Regions from separate parts of the Mus musculus genome. Here region 1 is linked to region 2. A link is a contact called in public HiChIP or PLAC-seq data. All regions are on one chromosome and are shown on one strand. Each heading gives the region's core, a stretch centred on a gene start, on an enhancer-like site or on the middle of the called end of the contact. The rest is flanking DNA. Distances are from core to core; before and after follow the strand shown. Region 1 overlaps Stim1 (stromal interaction molecule 1). Region 2 holds the start of Stim1 (stromal interaction molecule 1).

Region 1 (6,964 bases), core at 2,538-5,037, 46 kb after region 2:
GTAATTCCAGCACTCAGAAGGCTGAGGCAGGAAGATGCTAAGTTTGAAGCCAGCCTGGCTGCACAACGAGACTGTCTCAAAAAACAACTTCCAAGAAACTTATGGAAAAATGTAAACATTTAAAACTAGGCAAGTAATATATCATACAGTGTGCATGATTAGCTTCATGTACCAGTTATACACCATCTGCAGGTGTATACTTAGGACTCTTTTTTTTAAAGCTTTCTTCATTTTTACTCTCCTACCTCTTAGAGTATTTAAAAATATTTATTATTATGTGTATGTGATATGTGTGTGAGTGTGTATGTGTGAGTCAGAGGACAACTTTTGGGAGTTAGTTTTCTCTTTCCGTTATGGGTTCTGAGGATCAAACTCCCGTCATCCTTGCCTGGTAGTGCTTGCACTTGCTGAGGGAGGCTTTTTTTTTTTTTTAGAAATGTAGTGTAGGTCTTGAACTTTTCTGTCTCTTGCCAACTGCTGGTCACTTCCAAGGTGTTTGTCGATAGGCCTGGCTTGCACCTGGCTACTTACAAGTTTTTGCCTAATAATTTTAGGTGCCTTTTATATTTATTCCCTATACCTGTTACTTCATTACAGACTAAATTAAACACCGAAGCACCTAGTTGTTGGCTTAGCTCAACTGTATTTTAAAAAGAGGGTTCTGTTGATTAAAAAGTCAGTTTTGAAAATTATTGGATTAAAGCTGTACAAGAGGAACCAGGGGCTATGGAATGGGGACAGTAAATGTAGTTAACTTGTCAAACTCTTTAAACATTTAAAAAAACTTTTTCATGCTTGTTGTTTTTGGCCTACATTGTTGGGCCTACATTGGCCCAACAGTTAAATCCTTGCAACAGAAAGGGCCCACATATTTAGCTGTAGAAAGGGTATGTGGATGGACTTTTTTTTTTTTTTTTTTTTTTTTTTACCTAGAGCTAGTCATGATGAGGAAGGGAGTCCTAAGGGCTGGCAGTTCTGTTTTAATGAGTGAAGGAAGTGGTTAAGTCCCTGGGGCTTCTGTAGCCTGAAGAAGAGCTGGAAAAATGGCCCCAGGAGCATCTAAGATTAAATATTGTTACTTGGGGGTGGGGATGAAGATGGGTGGTGAGTGGGTGGCGGTAGAGGATAGACCAGTCCCCTTTATTCCACATTTCACATCCTAACAGGTGGCCCTTCTGTCTAAACGGCCTGGATGGTCTATTAGCTGTGTCACATTTGATGCCCCAGACCCAGATTCTTGATGCTGTGTGGGTGATTCCCAGGAGTCTGGAGCCGATAGTCTCAGGAAAGGAGAGAATCGCTCCTGGTTTTCACTGCTCTAAAAGGGAACCAAGGGCGGGATCTCGTAGCTATAGCTCTGGCTGATCTGTGCCCAGCAATACCTTTTGGCCAAGGAAGAGCTGCTGTGGAGAACTTAGTGTTCTTTAACCTTCTCAGAGGTCACAGGCAGATGGGGCAAAGGGTCAGGACCATAATTAGCTAGAGACTCCCGGAGGAAAGCCACTTGGCAGTGTCTCACCCCAGTTCCTTAGTGGGACAGGCTCTTTCTCCTAATGACAGTGCAAATTCCCCTGCCCCTTTATAGCTTTCAGACCCCTGAGAGGGTAGTATTCTTTTTTTTTTTTTAAGCTATTTTTTTTTCTATTTATTATATATAAGTACACTGTAGCTGTCTTCAGACACACCAGAAGAGGGCGTCAGGTCTCTGTTACAGGTGGTTGTGAGCCACCAGGTTGCTGGGATTTGAACTTCGGACCTTCGGAAGAGCAGTCGGGTGCTCTTACCCACTGAGGATAGTATTCTTAAGCTGCAAGGCACTATTATGCAATGTAGCTCAGGAGTGATTTTATTACAAGAGAGGTAATATGATAACAGTTTATTTAGCCACTCAAGGATATTTTATTTAATTTCTCTGAACCCAGCATTCTGAGTTGTAGGTGAGGAGATTGAAACTCAAATGAAGTACTTTCTAATTAACTATATCTAATTATAATGGCTTTCTAGACTAATGCTTTCTGTCTGTGTGCATAGGAGAGTGAAACTGAATAGTTTTATAAAGTTGAATAATTTTTTGTGCATCAAATACTGTATAAAGGCTTACCTTAGTTTGATTTAAAAAACGATATGGCTCAGAAATTATATAGTGCACTCCTTTAATCCCAGCACTCGGGATGCAGAGGCAGGCGGATTTCTGAGTTCAAGGCCAGCCTGGTCTACAAAGTAAGTTCCAGGACAGCCAGGGCTATACAGAGAAACCCTGTCTCGAAAAAACAAAAAACCAAAACCAAAACCAAAACAAAACAAAAAACCCAAACCAAACCCCCCCACCCCCCAAAAAAAGCACTTGCTGTTTTTGCAGAGGACTTGGGTTCAGTGTCTATCATCCATGTACGGCAGCTCACAACTACCTGTAACTCTAGTTCCAGAGGATCTAAAACCCTCTAGACTTAAGGGCAATTGAATTTTCACAGAGATATTTTACATGTGAGTGTTTTGCCTTATTATATACGCCCATGCAAGGATCACCCAGAGGGGCCAGAAGAGGGCGTTGTATCCCCTGGGGCTGGAGTTACAGATGGTTTAAGTTGCCATGTGAGTACTATGAATTGAACCCTGGTCCTATGCAATAGCAACAAGTGTGTTTAATTGCTGAGTCATCTCTCCAACCCTTAATCAAATAAATCTTAAATTACTATATAATCAAAAATTTAATTTTTGGCTAGTGAGATGGCCCATTGATAAAGCTCTTGCTACCAAGCCTGATAAGCTGAGCTTCATCCTCAGAACCAGCCTGGTGGAGGGAGATGCCTGCAAGTTGTCTTCTGATTTCTGCACTTGTACCGCAGACACACAGAGACACGCACAGCCTCATAGGCGTAAACAATAAGTACATAAAAATGCAAAAATTAAAACTATTTTTGTAATAGAGAAATTGAGCCTTTAGGAGTTAAATGACTTTATTGTTTTATTTTTAGCTACAGGGCTATGGAGTGTTTTGTTCAGGTCTAAGTCCGTTTAACTTTAAAGACTCTATTTTCGTTGTTGCTGTTTTTTTTTGTTTTGTTTTGTTTTGTTTTGTTTTGTTTTGTTTTGTTTTTGGACAGTCTCTCATTGTGGAGCCCCGGCTGGCCTGGAACTCTGTGTAGGCCAGGGTGGCTCTCAGCTCCTCTGCCTGCTGCCACCTGAGTGCTAGGCTTAAAGGTATGCACTACTTCATCTGGCTAGATTATATTTCTTAATAGTTGTTTATTATAAAAGGTCTTGAGTTCAAGATCAACTTGGGCCAGCAAAGACTACATAATGAGACATAATCTCAAACAAACAAAAACAACTTTGCGGGCATAAATTACTAAGTCTTATATTTGTGTCCCTTGTATCTAGAGCTGCATCTGTGGCTTAATCAACCTTTTAGAATAGACTTAAAATAGACTTAAAAATGCTAAGAGGAAAAAAAAAAAGATACTAAGAGGGCCTGCAAGGAGGCTCAGTAGATAATGACGTAATGGCACTTGCCACCAAGCCTATTTAATCTTTATTATTTAATTATTAAATATTATTTAATCCTTATCCAATCTCTGAGGTAGGTATTATTATTATTTTCTTGTTATAAACAAGGTCTAGTGAATTTGAATTTAAATCAACTTAAACTCATGTGGTTAATAAGTTGTGGGTTTTGGACTTAGGCTAAGGTGATATGCTTTCATAATCTTTGCTCTTAACCACTGAGCTATATAGTTTTAGGCAGTGAGAAGTAGTCATAGATTTCAGCTTAGCATGTCAACATTTTGTAAACAGTATGGTTCAGGGAAGTTTCCCAAGGCGAGAAGATTAGCCACAGATCGGCTGTTGTAGTAATCAACCAAGTTGCTTTTGAAAGTGTACAAAGGTCATGAGTTACTTCACAAATTCCTTCTTGAGGTGGACCTGGCAGTTGCCTTTCTTCCCTGTCATCTCAGCCCATTTTAGAAGTAATTTTCCGAAGAACTTTAATCTTTAAAAAAATTTTTTATTACATTTATGTATTTATTTGTGCAAGTGCACTCCTGCATGCTCATGTAGAGGTTAAAGGACAACTTGCTAGGGTTGGTCTTTGTACCACGTGGATCAGGCTTGGTGACAAGTGCCCTGTTCTGCTGAGCCATCTCTCTGGCTCCTTCTTTTTTTTTTTTTTCTTTTTTCTTTTCTCATCTTCCCTTCCTTTCTCTCTCTCCTTTCCTTTCTTCCTCCCTCCCTCTCCCTCCTTCCTCTTTCTTTCTTTCTTTCTTTCTTTCTTTCTCTCTTTCTCTCTTTCTCTCTTTCTCTCTTTCTCTCTTTCTCTCTTTCTCTCTTTCTCTCTTTCTCTCTTTCTCTCTTTCTCTCTTTCTCTCTTTCTCTCTTTCTCTCTTTCTCTCTTTCTCTCTTTCTCTCTTTCTTTCTTTCTTTCTTTCTTTCTTTCTTTCTTTCTTTCTTTCTTTCTTTTGTTTTCTCTCATTCATTCATTCATTCATTCATTCAAAGCAGGGTTTCACTGTAGTTCAGGTTGACCTTGATCTTTCTACCTGAGCCTCTGAAAAGTTTGCTACCAGCCCACCAATAATTTTGGTCCTAAGGAGGTTCTTCAATTTACAGCACAGGCTGTTCCAGGCAGAGAGACAACTAGAGTCAAGTTAGGAATAGCCCCTTTAGGGTCAGAGGCCAAACAGCATCTGGAAGCATTTGCAAGAGGGGAAGTTGAATCTATCAAGACTTCCTGTTGCCTAGAGTTTGGAGTCCTGTTATGAGGGTCGATGGTATCTTTAGTATTGTTAGTTGGCTTGCTTATCTTCAGATTCTAACTAAGCAAGAGGCTGGGGCACAGAGCTGAGAATGACCTACTCACCCTCTGTGATCAATACAGATTGCCCAGAAAGTAAGCAGGTAAGCAAATCCATGCAGTGTGGTCATTCACTGCTGTAGTTGAGGAATATAGAAAATGTATTGGGAGAGAAAGGAAGAAGTGTTTAAATGCTCATAGCAAGAGAGATTCAGAGAAGGCATGAAAGCTGTTGAAGCTGGATCTTAAAGACAAGAAGTACCTTAAAGTCAGTGAGTTACCTGAAAGGCATTCTGAGCAGTGTCTCTTTCCTATATTGATATTTCCTATCTTTCCTATCTTTCCAAGTGCATATTCAGGAATGGTGGATTGCTCTTTGAGCTAAAGTGTTGGGGTGTTGGAGGGAAGTAAAAGTAGATGAAGCTGGATGTGTGTAGAGGCCCAGATCCAGAGTCCTTTGTGTTTTATGACAAAGCTTAAATAAATACTATTGGAGCTGAACTGTCCTGTGGATATCTAAGGTAGAGAGTGACATCAGAAGCTCAGCATGGAAAAATTAGAGGTTAGAGCTGGGCTTGGTGGCTCACACCCATAATTCCTGTACTTGGGAGATGAAAGCAGGAAGATCAGGATTTCAAGGCCAGCTTTGGCTACATAGTGATTTCCAGGCAAGCCCTGGCTACATTAGACCACCTCTCAAAAAAAAAAAAAAAAAAGCCAAATTAAAAACCCTCCCCAACAATAAGCCCCAGTGCAGGGAAACAGCCAAAAGTCAGCAGCTGCAGTAGATAATGATGATTGACTTAAATTATGTGACTAAAGGGTAAGGCAAGTGATGTTGGGTGATTGGATAGTGTCATGCTTTCAAAATGATGTATGTGTGTGTGTGTGTTTGTGTGTGTGGGTGGGTGTGTGTGAGAGAAAGAGGGGGGCAGAGACAGACAGAGAAATATTTTCTGAGATACTTATGGGGGACATCAAAGAGAAAATATCTGCTACTTGGGGAGATAAGTTTTAAAGATCCTGAGATAAAAAGAAATACATAGCTGAGAATGATGAAAGTGGTAGTGGAAACCATCAAAGCTGGGAGAGATCTACTGAGTAGTTTAAAAACTAGGGACGGAGTTGAGAATAGAGCCTGAGGACCTCTGATGTATTCTGATAGAAGTTAAGCAGCCTGAGGAGGAGCAGTCGGAGAGAAAGTTCATTCTGGGACGCCAGATGAACAATCTCTAACAGGGAAAAGTGTCGGTTGTAGCAGAGAACAAGTAGGGTGAGCCCTGAAATGAAGCTACTGAGTCTGGTGACCTTAGTGATAACAGCTTCCGTGGAGGGTGGGGACGGAAGCTAGACTGCTGTGGCTGAAGACAGAGGCAACAAAAGACTTCTCATCTGAAGGGAAGGAATAGGATAATTGTTTCTAAGAGAGGGTTTGACGATCTTATTTCTTCATAAGTTGGAGGGAGTATAGCGAACTGAGCTGATAAAAAGTTAAAAGGAGAAGAAATTAGTAATTGTAATCAGTGAAGGTGCTGGGGCTCTCAGAATAGGCCATTTATTGTGGCGCTGTAAACTTCACTGCACTGTGCAAGCCTGCAGCCATTAGGTGTGAAATAGACAGGGAAACCTTGTCTTTTATAGTAAGCATTTACAACACCACTTACTAGGTTACTTCTGGATGACAGACATTTTTTGTAGGTTCTAATGTTCACACAGGACCCCAAAGTGAGCATTTTTACTGTTTGTGCAATGAATAGATTTAGAAGACATACACTAATTAATAGTGGAGCCAAACTTCAGTTGGGTCTTTAAAATGGGCTCCTGCTTCACACTGCTATTTTTTCAACTAGAGGTTTAATGTTTTGACTCTTGAGTACCCTTGCAAGGGCCAGATATGAATGGTTCAGAGGGAAAAGGATAGAATTTGGGAACTGGTACTTGCCTAGAGGGGATATGACTTCATTTCTGGCATTGAAGGAAGGTATTCATCTGGTTTTCCTTTAATTTTATTTTCAATTATAATAAAGTAAATAAATATGATAAAATAAAAACGTTATTTTTTATTTTTAATTGTGTATATACATATGTGGCTTTGGGGGATATGTGCAAATATTGACTTCCCTAGAGCTGGAGTTACAGGCAGTGTGAGCTCCTTGACATAGACTAGGAACT
Region 2 (7,202 bases), core at 3,818-6,317:
AAATCAGATTTGGGTGTCATTCTTCAGGAGTCATCCACTGTGGGTTTTGTTTGTTTGCTTGTTTGTTTTGTTCATTGAGACAAGGTCTCTCATTAGCCAGGAGCTTGCCAAATATGCTAGTTTGGCTGGCTTAATGAGTCCCAGGAATCCACTTGTTTTTAACGTCCCTAGCAGCACTGTTACAGGCACACTAACACACCAGATCCTCGTGCTTACACTAAGGATCCATAGCTGGGCTTTAAAGTTAGTTGCATGTAAAGGAACACAAGAAGAACATGAAGCACAAGTTATTTTCACAATACTTAAAGACATTGGAGCTGGAGAGATGGCTCAGTGGTTAGCACACACCACCTCCTCTTTGGTTAAGAGGGTCTGAATTCTTAGCATCCACATCAGGTGGCTCAAAAAACTACTGGAACTCCAGCTCCAGGGAGTCTGATGCCCTCTTGTGACCTCTGTGAGTACTTGCGTGCATCTGGGCGTGCACACACAGAGGCACACACATGTACAATAGCAGTCATAGTAGCAGTAGTAGCACTTACCTGCTTTCCCAGATATGGAAACTCAAGTTATGGTAGCAGGGGACTGCATTCATGATTTCCTCTTAAAGTTTCTTTTTCTTTTTCTTTTAAGATTTTGATACATATAGTTCAGGCTAGCCTCAAATTCACTGTGTTGCTGAGGCCGGCCTTGAACTCCTCATTCTTCTGCTTCTACCGCCCCAGTGATGGATTATGTATGACCTCTTTTTCTTTCTGAGACAGGTTCCACTATGTGGCCCAGGCTGATCTCAAACTCCTGATCTTTCTGCTTCAGCCTCCAAAGGGGCTGGCAGGTTGCTAGGATTACACTCATGCAGACATTAATTGAGACAGGCTCTACCTCTGTACCAGATGGCCTAGAACTCACTGAGTAGCTAGGCCTGGCATTGAATTTAGGGTTCAGTGCCTTAGGGTTTCCATTGTTATGAAGAGATACCATGACTATGGCACTCCTTTTTTTTTTTTTTTTTTCCTTTTGGTTTTTTGAGACAGGGTTTTTCTGTGTAGCCCTGGCTGTCCTAGAACTCACTTTGTAGACCAAGCTGGCCTCGAACTCAGAAATCCACCTGCCTCTGCCTCCCAAGTGCTGGGATTAAAGGCGTGTGCCACCACTGCCCCACCGACTATGGAAACTCTTATAAAGGAAAACATTTAATTGGGGCTGGCTAACAGTTTCAGAGTAAGTTACAGATCATCTATTATCATCATGTCGGGAAGCATGGCAGCATTCCAGGCAGACATGGTGTTGTAGATCTTGATCTGAAGGCAAGCAGGAGACTCTTCCTCAGACAGCCAGGAGGAGACTCTCTTCTATATTAGGCAGAGCCTGAGCATAAGCCCCTCAAAGGCCACCCCAGGGTGATAAATTTCTTCCAACAAGGCCACACCTCGTAATCGTGACATGGATAGGCAAACAACCACTTTTATTTATTTATTTATTTATTTATTTAATTTTAAGAATTATTTATTTTATGTATATGAGCACACTGTCGCTGTCTTTAGACACACCAGAGGAGGACATCAGATCCCATTACAGATTGCTGTGATCCACCATGTGGTTGCCCAGGAATGAACTCATGATCTCCGGAAAAGCAGTCAGTGCTCTTAGCCACTGAGCCATCACTCCAGGCCCCCGACTTTTATTTTTTATGTGCATTAGTGTTTTGTCTACATTTATGTCTGTGTGAGGGTGTTAGGTCTTGGAGTTAGAGTTGTGAGCTGCCATATTGTGTTGGGAATTGAATTCAGGTCCTTTGGAAGCACAGTTAGTGCTCCTAACTGCTGATCCATGTCTCCAGCCCCTGGTTCAACTTCTTAAATGGCATGACTTACAATGCCCAACAAAACCTACTTACTGTGTTTGTGGGGGAAGGGGATGGGGGCATTGGTACCAAACCTAGAGCCTTGTGCTTGCAAGGCAAATACTCATAAGCTATATTTCTATCCCTTTTCTACTCTAAGTTTTTCTGTGTTGTACAAATGCCAATTTTTAAAAAATTAATTACTTTTCGCCGTGCTCAGAATTGAAGCCAGGGCCTTGGCATGGGAGGCAAGCCCTGTTCCTCTCAGCTGTAACTTAGCCCTCCCAGTTCTCTGAGATTATTTTTAGTTGTGTGTGTGTGTGTATGCAGGGTGTGTGTGTGTGTGTGTGTGTGTGTGTGTGTGTGTAGGGCACTGGATCCCCCTGGAGCTGGACATTCAGGTGGTTATGGCAGACCTGATGTGGGTCCTCTGAAAGAGCTCATGCACTCTTAGCTACTGAGCCATTTCTCCAACTCCTTGATACGTTATTCTCTGCCAGTGAAATGAGCCTATTCAAGTCAAATTTAAGTATATCAAAGCAGGTTTAATGGGAAGCCACTCTCAGGTGGGTTCACTGGTCCCATGGAACGAGGCCAGGGAAGTCACCTAGGGGAGGGGGACAGAGAAGGGGGGTAAGAGGAAGAGCATTCATATGCAGGGAGAGAGAAAATGCAGGGATAGGGAGTGAGAAGGAGAGCAAGAGAGACTAAAATGTCTGCACTTAATAGGAAAGAGCACTCAGGGGAGGGGAAGCCCAGCCCCTGGGTACAGGGAGTCTTATGTCAGGTAGGCACTGAGGGATACCGGGAGAACCTGGAGGCCAGGTCCACTTTGGTATGTTAAACATTCACCTCAGCTGTTTGTCCTGGGTCTGAATCCTAAAAGGTCTCTATCCTTTTTTGGCCACAATCTGTTGATGCTGTGTCCACCTTTCTGCCCGATTGATTTCCAGTCTGTAGTCCCCACCCCTATCACTCCTACCTAAGACTTAGTCACATCATTGCCTACTTGTTCATTTTGTGACTTGAGTTTGAGAGCTGGCTCAGAACATAGGTCTGATAGAATCTAGGTCAGGGGTTCGCCTTTTGTTTTGGCCAATTTTCCAGCATATGGCTGTCATTCAATAGATATTTGTGTGATCAAATGAACTAACATTTACCAGTAAGCTTTTCACTAAGTATTTATGATGTGCAGGTGTACATCTCAGAGACCTCTGAAAACTCACAACCACACGATAGTGGGAGGAGTGGCTATATTTAGGGCCTAACTCTGTAGACTGGCTTTGAAGGTGATACAGATAGTAGCTTCCTTCCCTCCCTCCCTCCTTCCTTCTTTCCTTGCTCCCTCCCTCCTTCCTTCTTTCCTTGCTCCCTCCCTCCTTCCTTCTTTCCTTGCTCCCTCCCTCCCTCCTTCCTGTCTTTCTGTCTGCCTTTCTTTGAGACAGGGTTTCTCTGTGTAGCCCTGGCTGTCCTGGAACTCACTCTGTAGACCAGGCTGGCCTCGAACTCAGAAATCTGCCTGCCTCTGCCTCCCGAGTGCTGGGATCAAAGGCATGCGCCACCGCGCCCGGCTTGTGGTGAGCTTCTTTACCCACTAAACCATATTGTCAGCCTTAGGTTGAACCTTCTAAGGAGTTATTCAACAATATCTAGAATAACAAGAGGTTAAGTTTATTGGTGGGGAGCGGGTGGGGAAGTAGGGTGAGGAAGGTTTTCGGTAGAAGAAACAACAGACACAAATGCTCTGAAGCCTGTTTGATGTGTTTGGGAACTTCCTGAAGGTCCATGTTTAGCGTGGCGAATAGAGTGCTTGTTTATCGTGTCTGAGGTTCTGGGTTTGATATTGTAAAAGTGTACACACACACACCACAAGAAAAAAAAAAAAGGCCAGTGTGATGGGAGATTAACAGAGTGGAGAGAGTGATAGTAGATGACGTCTGACATGTATTTTTATATCAACAGCCTAACCCTTAAGCCAGGCAGCTGTTGGGCAAATCCGTGTTCTGGTCTTCAAAGGGCTCACTCATAACAGGAGCTGGTTTATCACTGTCAGAAGAGGGACTGGGCCTAATCCAGTCTCCTGCCTCCGGTGCCAAGGACAGGGGTAGGGCACGGAGGTTTCGGTAAAGATCTGCTGACAGTACGCTTGAGAAGAGAACAGGAAGTATAGGCTTTGCTAAAGGAAGCCTGGGCGGGGTTCTCTGTTTTTGGGGCACTTATTCTCAAGTCGCTACCATCTCCTCTAACGGAATCAGAGAGATAGGAGAATGAGATGGGAGGAACCATCACGGGCTTTACCCCACAAACCTCAAGAGGGTGGGGCCTGAGAGGTGGGTTGCAAGAGCTACACAAGGGCATAGGATGTAGATCAGGGACGGGCAGGGTGTTAGGAAAGCAGATAGACCTGTTAGGCTACGTACAGGTGACGTTTTACCTACAGTGGGATGGGCATTTCATTCTGCTTTTTGGAACAATTTCTTCTTTAAACACTTGTAGCCTCTAAAGGGCTTGACTAGGGGCTTCCCTTCCCTTCAGTAACCCTCTAGAAAGGGTCAGGGCCACCTAGGAACTAGTCCTTTTGCAGTACTTAGATGTGGCCACCAGGGACCGCTGCGTACGGGAGACCGGAGGCGCGGGTTATTGAGAGGCGGAAGCCGATTGGCTGCGAGGCGCGTCGAAAGGGCGGAGCCTGGGAGTCGGGAGTTGGGGGCTGGGAGCGCGCCCCTTGGCCAAACCTAGCAGGACCATAGTCACCCCAGGCGGCTCCAGGTTTGTCATCCTAGTGCGGAGTTTCTGTCCAACCTGACTTTACAGTGGAGTCCGGAGAGCAGCGCTGCGGCCCGGAGATCCGGACAGGGCAGTAGCTGTCACCGCCGCCGCAGGCCTGAGTTACCTGAGCAACTGCGTGTCAGGGGCCCGCCTGCGGGCGGGCGTTAGAGCTGGAGGCTGGGGTGCGCACGGCAGAGGCCGAGGCCCCATCCTTGTCGCGGGGCCGCGGTCCTGACGACCACCAGCGCAGGCAGGGTCCCCAAGAGACCCCGCCAGTTGCGGGGGGCTCTGGCGGGCGCTCTCCAACAGGTTATTCCGGGATAAGCCGGCTCTGGGGCGGGCCCGGGCTTCGCTGGGGGCCGGGCGGCGCGGGGCGGGCCGGCGGTAGAGCACGCCCCCGCCCACTTCGGGCCCGCCCCGTGCCGCCCTCCCGCCCTCCCGCCCTCCCGGGAGCCGCTGTCCCGGGCCTGGCCCGTGCGCGTCCGCCTGCTGCACCGGGGCACCAGGAGCCGCAGAGGTACCGGACCCGGCGGGGGCGCTGACCTCGGCCTAGGAGTCTTAGGATCCCGGAGACATCCGTGTCTGCTGGGGCCTGTAGGTCGCACGCCGAAGCCCTAGCTGCTGAGGCTCACCGCTGTTTCTCGGGGCGAGGTCAGGTGCCCCCCTTCTCTCCTCTCTTCTCTCCCTCCCCCACCTCAGTGCGGGCGGGAGATTCTGCCCGCCTCCTCCCGCAGGGGTGCAGCAGGCTGCGGAGCTGACAGCGGCCCCGCAGCCACCCTGCTCAAACTCTCCGGAAGCAGATAGAGCTCAGGCCGCCGCCGCAGCCCCGGCGGACCTACAGTTGGACCGGAGACTCCGATCCTTCTGCGTCCAAACTTGGGGCACTTGACCTTCGCTTATCGGAGGAGGTAAGCCCGCAGGTGGCTGGACAGCTGCGGCGCCGCGAGGGCATCTTGCTTTGGAACCGTCGGCTGCACTCCCTGACTCTGGGATTTGCTTCTGGGATCCAAAGGTGTCTACAGCAGGCGCATGTTGACTGAGACCTACCGTCATGGATGTGTGCGCCCGTCTTGCCCTGTGGCTTCTTTGGGGGCTCCTTCTGCATCAGGGCCAGAGTCTCAGCCATAGTCACAGTGAAAAGAATACAGGAGCTAGCTCCGGGGCGACTTCTGAAGAGTCTACCGAAGCAGGTAAAGAAGGCCTTGCGGCGGGCTGGACTGGGCTGGGGGCTTGATTGACTCAAGACTGAGTGGCCCGAAGTGGGCACGTTGGAATCTCCGCACATGTGAGATACACCATAACACTGTGTAGTCTCAGTAGTCCAAGAAGTTCTTTCGTGTAGTAGTCATGCCTAATGTTAGTATTTCCCCAGAGCAACTTTCCTTATCCCTCCTCCGGAAGGTAGTGAGAAGCCTCATGGGGACACCTTGACTTTTTAGATCAGTAAGGTTGAGGCCCCATTCAGGACTTCTTGTCTGGAAGAGTAGCCTTCTCAGATGTTAAAATTCCTTTTAGCCAGTTTTATCACTTGAGGTATAAGGGGGTGTGTGGCAATGGTGGGTTGAGGCCACTCGGGATGGGCAGGGAAGATCAGGGCAGGGCTGGGTCTGTTTTTCTACAGCTTGGTGTTCAGGTGTGCCTTTCTGTTCTAACCACCGTGAGAACCACCGTAGTCCCTCCTTTCCCTTAGGAAATCTGTCTTTTGCTTGTGCCCATGTGAAATATCAAAGCAAGTCCTTAGATGGAATCCTGTTTACCACTAGGGACTTAAATGGCCCTTTCTTGACTTCTCGGTAATAAAAAATCCTGGGACCACTTGTTGACTTAATCCGTTTCTTCTGACTGATGAGAGTAAGGATTCCATGTTATTATTTTTAATCTGTCCTTATTTTCCCTGTATACTTACAGAGCTTTGTTTAGCAGTAGTAGCTCTGGCCAATACTTTTGCAGTAGAAAGGAACCTTTAAAAAAAATACAATTAATTTACACAAAGTTTAGAAGCTCACCAGTTCTCTTTTTCTGTTTTTCACACCCTGTCACTACAATCTGCCCCAGACTGTAGCCTGAAGGGTTGGGGACAGAAGACTAGTTAGGGTGTTTGAGGATAGGCAAGTTCAGAGAGGGGATGTCTCAGTGGGTATCTGCTGATACAAGCAGGGAAAGAATATAAAATATGGCGGTGAAGTCTTTTATGGATTGCATTAGTGGTAGACTTTTTCTTGGGCTGCCCTCTTTCAGCTTTTTTGACTTGGTTGTCTGAAATTTTAGGTGTTTCAAGGGCTGATTTGTAGGTGAGGCCAGGACTGTCCCTTATACAAGCATGGAGTTAGGGCTGTTGCTTTTAGGATTGGTCATTCCTGCATCTCCATAGGAAATCTCCTAGGCCTCTGAAACTTAGCTTAAATTTGTTTCCCCCCATTGGGCTATGAATGGAAAAATTGGTTGAACTGTGAAGTAACCCTGAGTAGTCTTTCTGCAGTCCCAGTGACAGACATCCTGGTTTATAATTGATCATTTATCCTCTTGTTTTCACTTCAGAATATGTGTGTATGACATAAAATCAATCTTTCTGAGAGCTGTTTGGTATGTC

The links. HiChIP or PLAC-seq counts read pairs in DNA pulled down with a chosen protein or histone mark.
Region 1: a contact with region 2 is called in an H3K4me3 HiChIP or PLAC-seq map of the SCID.adh cell line, with 57 read pairs. The contact joins the enhancer-like site here to the promoter of Stim1 in region 2. A contact is called at or near these places in 6 of 39 promoter capture datasets (3T3-L1-derived adipocytes, the C10 cell line, the HPC-7 cell line and 2 more), 2 of 15 datasets of contacts at CTCF or cohesin (CD8 T cells and pro-B cells), 45 of 484 Hi-C or Micro-C datasets (the Ba/F3 cell line, CD4 T cells, CD8 T cells and 28 more), 16 of 115 datasets of contacts at active chromatin or transcription factors (the 230-238 cell line, CD8 T cells, the HPC-7 cell line and 9 more) and 4 of 9 other capture datasets (adipose tissue, embryonic stem cells, liver and 1 more).

What each region holds. Positions count from the first base shown.
Region 1 is chr7:102,309,579-102,316,542 of GRCm38.p6, forward strand. The region is part of intron 1 of Stim1 (stromal interaction molecule 1); the gene reads left to right. Among named protein-coding and RNA genes, the nearest start is that of Stim1, 45 kb to the left of the region's middle. Within about 2 kb of position 3,788, at least 41 of the 459 cell types and tissues checked have an H3K27ac peak or open chromatin away from gene starts, as enhancers often do. A contact at or near this core is called in the HPC-7 cell line, the SCID.adh cell line, bone marrow and 8 more, where this site is marked.
Region 2 is chr7:102,262,752-102,269,953 of GRCm38.p6, forward strand. Stim1 (stromal interaction molecule 1) reads left to right here and starts at 5,068. Exons shown (of 12, transcript NM_009287.5): 1 at 5,068-5,802. The coding sequence starts at 5,664.